2 separate regions of the Rattus norvegicus genome follow, and region 2 is linked to region 1. A link is a contact called in public HiChIP or PLAC-seq data. All regions are on one chromosome and are shown on one strand. Each heading gives the region's core, a stretch centred on a gene start, on an enhancer-like site or on the middle of the called end of the contact. The rest is flanking DNA. Distances are from core to core; before and after follow the strand shown.

Evidence for each region. HiChIP or PLAC-seq counts read pairs in DNA pulled down with a chosen protein or histone mark.
Region 2: an H3K27ac HiChIP or PLAC-seq map of oligodendrocytes shows a contact between it and region 1, with 7 times the contacts expected there. The contact joins the promoter of Psmg3 here to the promoter of Eif3b in region 1. A contact is called at or near these places in 3 of 12 Hi-C or Micro-C datasets (the Rat2 cell line, Schwann cells and frontal cortex) and 1 of 1 datasets of contacts at active chromatin or transcription factors (oligodendrocytes).

The regions. Positions count from the first base shown.
Region 1 is chr12:19,333,482-19,336,105 of GRCr8, reverse strand. Eif3b (eukaryotic translation initiation factor 3, subunit B) reads left to right here and starts at 1,338. Exons shown (of 19, transcript NM_001031640.1): 1 at 1,338-1,813. The coding sequence starts at 1,366.
Region 2 is chr12:19,921,958-19,924,581 of GRCr8, reverse strand. It overlaps Psmg3 (proteasome assembly chaperone 3), which reads right to left and starts at 1,294. Exons shown (of 3, transcript NM_001399013.1): 1 at 1,215-1,294; 2 at 532-768. The coding sequence starts at 747.

The DNA of each region.
Region 1 (2,624 bases), core at 89-2,588:
ATCTCCCCAGTGCTAGGATTCAAAGTCTTGTTTTCAGGGCCAACTCACTGGTCCCTTAAAAAAATTTCTTTTCTCGTTTTTGTTTTGCTTTTATTAATGATCTGGGACTGGAGAGATAGTTCAACTGTTAAGAGCACTGCCTACTCTTCTACAGGGGCCTGGGTTCTATTTCCAGCATCCACATGGAGGTTCTACGTGTCTGTAATTCCAGTCCTGTGCGTGATACGATGCCCTCTTTCGGCCTCCGCCTGCACACACGGTGCACAGACTTACAGGCAGAGCACTCATACGCATAAAAATAAAGTTTTCGAGTTAAGAGATGATTGTAAGCCACCATATGGGTACTGACAGCCAAACTTGGTCGTCAGCAAAAGTGTTCTTATGCTCTTAGTCCCTCAACTAGTCCTTATTAAGCTTTTCGAAACGTCCCATAAGGGACAGTTTTGGGCTGGAGGTTTCAAAAATTTTGGCTATGTTTCCGAACAACCACTCCTGGGGTCCCCCAGGTGGCTCCACGAAGGCTCCGCTCCGCCCACCCCACGCTGGCCCACGTGATCGCGTTCTCCCGCGTGTGAAGATAGCAGTCACCGGCGGACTGAACCACAGTGACTTTCATCTCGCGGGCTAACGTGCGAGCCGCTACGGTGAGGATGTCCATTGAGATTAAAGCCACTCGTCACACGACTCTGCATTGTGCAGGCAGTCATTTTTCTGTATGTTGGCGGCCTCTGGCTGTCGGCGAGCTCCTCGTGTAATTTTGGAACCTTTCGTTCTTTTGCCCCGTCAGTGGACGGGTTTAAAATAAAGCCCTTGCAGGGGAGGGAAGCCAGTCATGTCAGTCAAGCAGTCTGTCTGACTAAGAGCAAAACTTACAAAGAATCATGTGTGGAACTTTCAGCTATCTTGGCATTATTTTATGGTCACATATTTTGTTTTCATACAGTTCCGCGTGTTAAAAATCACTCGAAAATCTACTTGGTGCTCCCCCAGGTAGTTCAGTCCTTCCCCGTAGCGCCCGCCGGGAGAGGCAGAGGGACGTCTGCCATCTTGGCCGCAACTATTTCTTACCCAGAATGGGGGAGCCACATATCCTTTTGAATTTATTTGCTACCTTAAAAACTCTTTTGGGCTACACGTAAACTCATATGTCTTGAAAATGAATATTATAGTTGTTTTGAAATGTTTTTATGCATATCTGAGTTTTCTCGGGCTGGTCGTGAGAAATGAAGGTGTGGGTGTCTACCCTGAGCTACATCTTGGTATGACCCACTCGCTGCACGCACGTGGCTCCGCGCTAGCGGCGCGCGGTGATTTCTGGGAGTCGGAAGCAGGGCGGCCGAGCCGGGTGAGGAGCAGCGCGGGCCCATGCAGGACGCTGAGAACGTGGCGGCGCCCGAGGCGGCCGAGGAGCGGGCCGAGCCCGCGAGGCAGCAGCCGGTCTCCGAGTCACCGCCGACGGACGAGGCGGCAGGGTCTGGCGGGTCCGAAGTGGGGCGGACGGAAGACGCCGAGGAAGACGCCGAGGCCAGACCGGAGCCCGAGGTGAGGGCCAAGCCGGCGGCCCAATCCGAAGAGGAAACGGCGGCGAGTCCGGCCGCCTCGCCCACGCCGCAGTCGGCGCAGGAGCCCTCTGCTCCCGGGAAGGCGGAGGCCGGCGGAGAGCAGGCCAGGCACCCCTCGGCTAGAGCGGAGGAGGAGGGCGGGTCCGATGGGAGCGCGGCCGAGGCGGAGCCGCGGGCTCTGGAGAACGGAGAGGCAGATGAGCCCTCCTTCAGCGACCCCGAGGATTTCGTAGACGACGTGAGCGAGGAAGGTAAGGGCTGTGAGTCGTGATTATGTCCATGGTGAGGGTATCCACTTAAGTCGTCGAGAGCGCGAGGTCTCCGGGCTGCAACGACCCTCTGTTTCCTCTACTGTAAGGGGGATCATTTGGGGAGTCTGTTTCTCCGAGAAGACCGGGCGTCTCGGGGTTAGTGGAAGGGCAGAACGACCTGGAATATCTGGGGGTTATTCCATTTTCCCGGCCAAGGTTTCCAGTGTTGGTCAGCTGGACTCTTCAGAGGGCCGAACGGGAGGGACAGGTCGTGTGTAGAGCCTGGTGCCTTCCCCCTTGTTAGAAGTGCATTCCCAATGGTTTCCATAGTAAGGCATTGACTTCGGACCCAACCACATTACCGCCTGCTCATCTCTTTCTTAGGTCGGTACCCTGGACCATTCTTGTGTTGTACATTGCTTTTCATGTTGTTGGTTTTGCAACTTACTTTGTTTTCTTCTATGGTGACTGGCGGTTTTTTTAAGGCATTGTTTCTGCCTACCTTCTCAGGAGCTAGATTCTTAAAATGTTTTCTGACAAGTTGATAGCATGTGTTCCTCTGCTGTTTCAATTTCATGCTGAAAGCGTACGAACCAGTTCATTCATGTGTTGTTGTGGCAAATAACCAAGAGGCGAGGGCCTAAGAACACCACTCTTTTTTTTTTTTTAAATATGAGACAGGGCCTCACTCAGATCAGGCTGAAATTTAACTCTTGGTTCTTCTGTCTCAGTTTTCGTGGTGCGAAAAGACATGTACCCCCAATCAATTGCTTTTGAACTACCAATGATATTCCATGAAAATGTAGTGCCT
Region 2 (2,624 bases), core at 45-2,544, 590 kb before region 1:
TAGCCACACCCAGGTCAGACACTGTATTTTTCTGATGCTTTCCTTAAGGGACCCAGACCAGCTTCTCATGCTTTCCCCTAAATCCCCTAAGCTAAGACAGCAGTGACTCAGAGTGCCAAGTGGACTGCACGGAGCAGACACAGCGAACTGCCCACGAGGCATCATTAAGATTTCTCCTTGGTGCCTCTGCCTACCATCTCTCTGGTTAACGCTAATCGAGACAGACTCCGAAGGGGCTGCTGCCAAGACTCAAGAAGCAGACATAAACACGCCATCAGACAGGGTCAAACTGAGGAGATGGCTGTGTCCTAAAAATCAATACCTCCCCGAGTGCTCAGTAAAATGCTGACGCGCTGCGAGAAGCATGGCTCGGGCTAGCCGGGACACCTCAGATCAGAAAGATCCTGAAAAATGCTCACTGTGCATACCATACCTTGGGTGTGTGTGGAAGTGTGCCTACCAGACACCCCATATCCCTATGGGTGTCAAATGGGACAAATGACACCAGAAAAAAAGATTCAACTCCATTACCTCGTCCTGCCCGAGAAGGACTTTTGTGGTGAGCACTGGTTTGCTGATGTCATTGGCTACATTGCTGGGCTCCAAGGAGACTAACGTACCCATCTTCCCGAATTGGGTCACCACAACCAGGATGTGGCTGCTGAAGGCCGTGCAGACCACCTGGGTGGGCACACCGCATACCACCTCTGTCTTCTGTTTAGATACTACCAGTGGTTTGTCTTCCATGGCTCCGTTCTTCAATGGAGGCTTTAGTTTTAAAAGAAAAGAAAAAGAGGGATGAAGCGATCAGAGTCTGATATAACCTGGAGCTCCAAAGCAGAAACGTTGAACAACCCATTTCAAGCTGCAAATGGTGGCACATGTCTGTCATCCCAGCACAAGGGAGGCTGAGGCTGGAGAATCCCGACTTCGAGGCCAGCCTGAACTACACCGGAGAGACCCTATTATCAATACCACGCCCCAACTCAAAAGCAAGTGTGCGCATGCTCATGAGGCTTTTGTTAGGATTCTTTGTTCCGCCGCGCTGCTTGCAATTATGGCCATTCCCATGACTAGCGGTCTTCCACTTCTAGATACGAGGGATGAGGGAAACCGCCGAGCTCACCGGGGAACCCCGGCCGCACTGGACTGGGGAATGGCTGGATCACTACTGACAGCAATTGGGACCAAAACCCTCAGCAACCAGCGCTCACCACACTAGCAGTGCCAGAAAGATGTCTCAGTGAGCAACTCAGCTAGCTCTGGCTTGGCAGAAGCGCTGGCGAGAACTTCCGGTTCCGGTCCGTTGAGCCTAAGGTCCCTGGATCCTCGCAGTCCCAGAGCCTTCCGTTCCGCGCTGCAAAGGAGAAGTCCAAGCTTCGTGTTAAAGGGACAATGTGCCTGTCGAGCTTCAGGACCTCGTGGGCGGTGCTTGAACCCCAATGTAGGGGACTTTGTGTCCTAGCTGTGGACTGGGATGGCAATAAGAATTAATATTTATTTTCACTTGGTGTGTACCTGGCTTTGGCTAAGGAACACTTTATAGTAACTTATTTTGTCTGTCTGTCCATTTTGCCTTTTTTAGTCATGGTATCTCTGCGTAGCCCTGGCTGTCCTGGAACTCACAATGTCAACCAGGATGGCCTCTAACTCAGAGGGAGGCCTGCCCCTCCCGAGTTCTGGGTTCTCCTCCTCCTCCTCCTCCTCCTCCTCCTCCTCCTCCTCCTCCTCCTCCTCCTCCTCCTCCTCCTCCTCCTCCTCCTCCTCCTCGTCCCCCTCCTCCTCCCTTCCTCTCCTCTTATTTATTTTGAGTCGCAAGTATCCTAGGTTGATTGAGAAAAATCTTGAACTTTTTTTTTTTTTTGGTTCTTTTTTTTCGGAGCTGGGGACCGAACCCAGGGTCTTGCGCTTCCTAGGCAAGCGCTCTACCACTGAGCTAAATCCCCAACCCCAATCTTGAACTTCTGATTCTCCTCCTTCCACCTTCTGAGTACAGAGATGACTGGAATGCACCACACGCATGGTTACTCGGTATGAGGATAACATCCGGGAATTTATGTAAGCTAAGCAAGCATTCACCAACCCTCATTTTTCTAAAAAGAGATTTATTTTATGTCTGTGAGTGCACTGTAGCTGTCTTCAGACACACCAGAAGAGGGCATCAGATCCCATTATAGATGGTTGTGAGCCACCATGTGGTTGCTGGGAACCGAACTCAGGATCTCTGGAAGAGGATTCAGTGCTCTTAACTACTGAGCCATCTCTCCAGCCCTCCAGCCCTCATTTAATCTTTTTTCTCCTTCCCTCTTTCCTTCATTTTCTTTCTTTCTTTTGGGTATTGAGGAACAAGTCTCATTTATATTAATTATTGCTCATCTTGCAGGATACTTAAAAGAATTAGACAGTATTTGTTTGTTTTCTTATTTATTTACATGAGTATTTTTGCCTTCCTGTAATGCCGCGTGCATGCAGTACCCACAGCGGCCAGGAGAGGGCGCTGGACTCCCTAGAATTGGAGTTATAGACAGTTATGGGCTGTCATGTAGGCGATGGGAAGCAAGAGCAACAAATGCTCTTTTTTTTTTTTTTCTTTTTTATTTTTTTCCGGAGCTGGGGGCCGAATC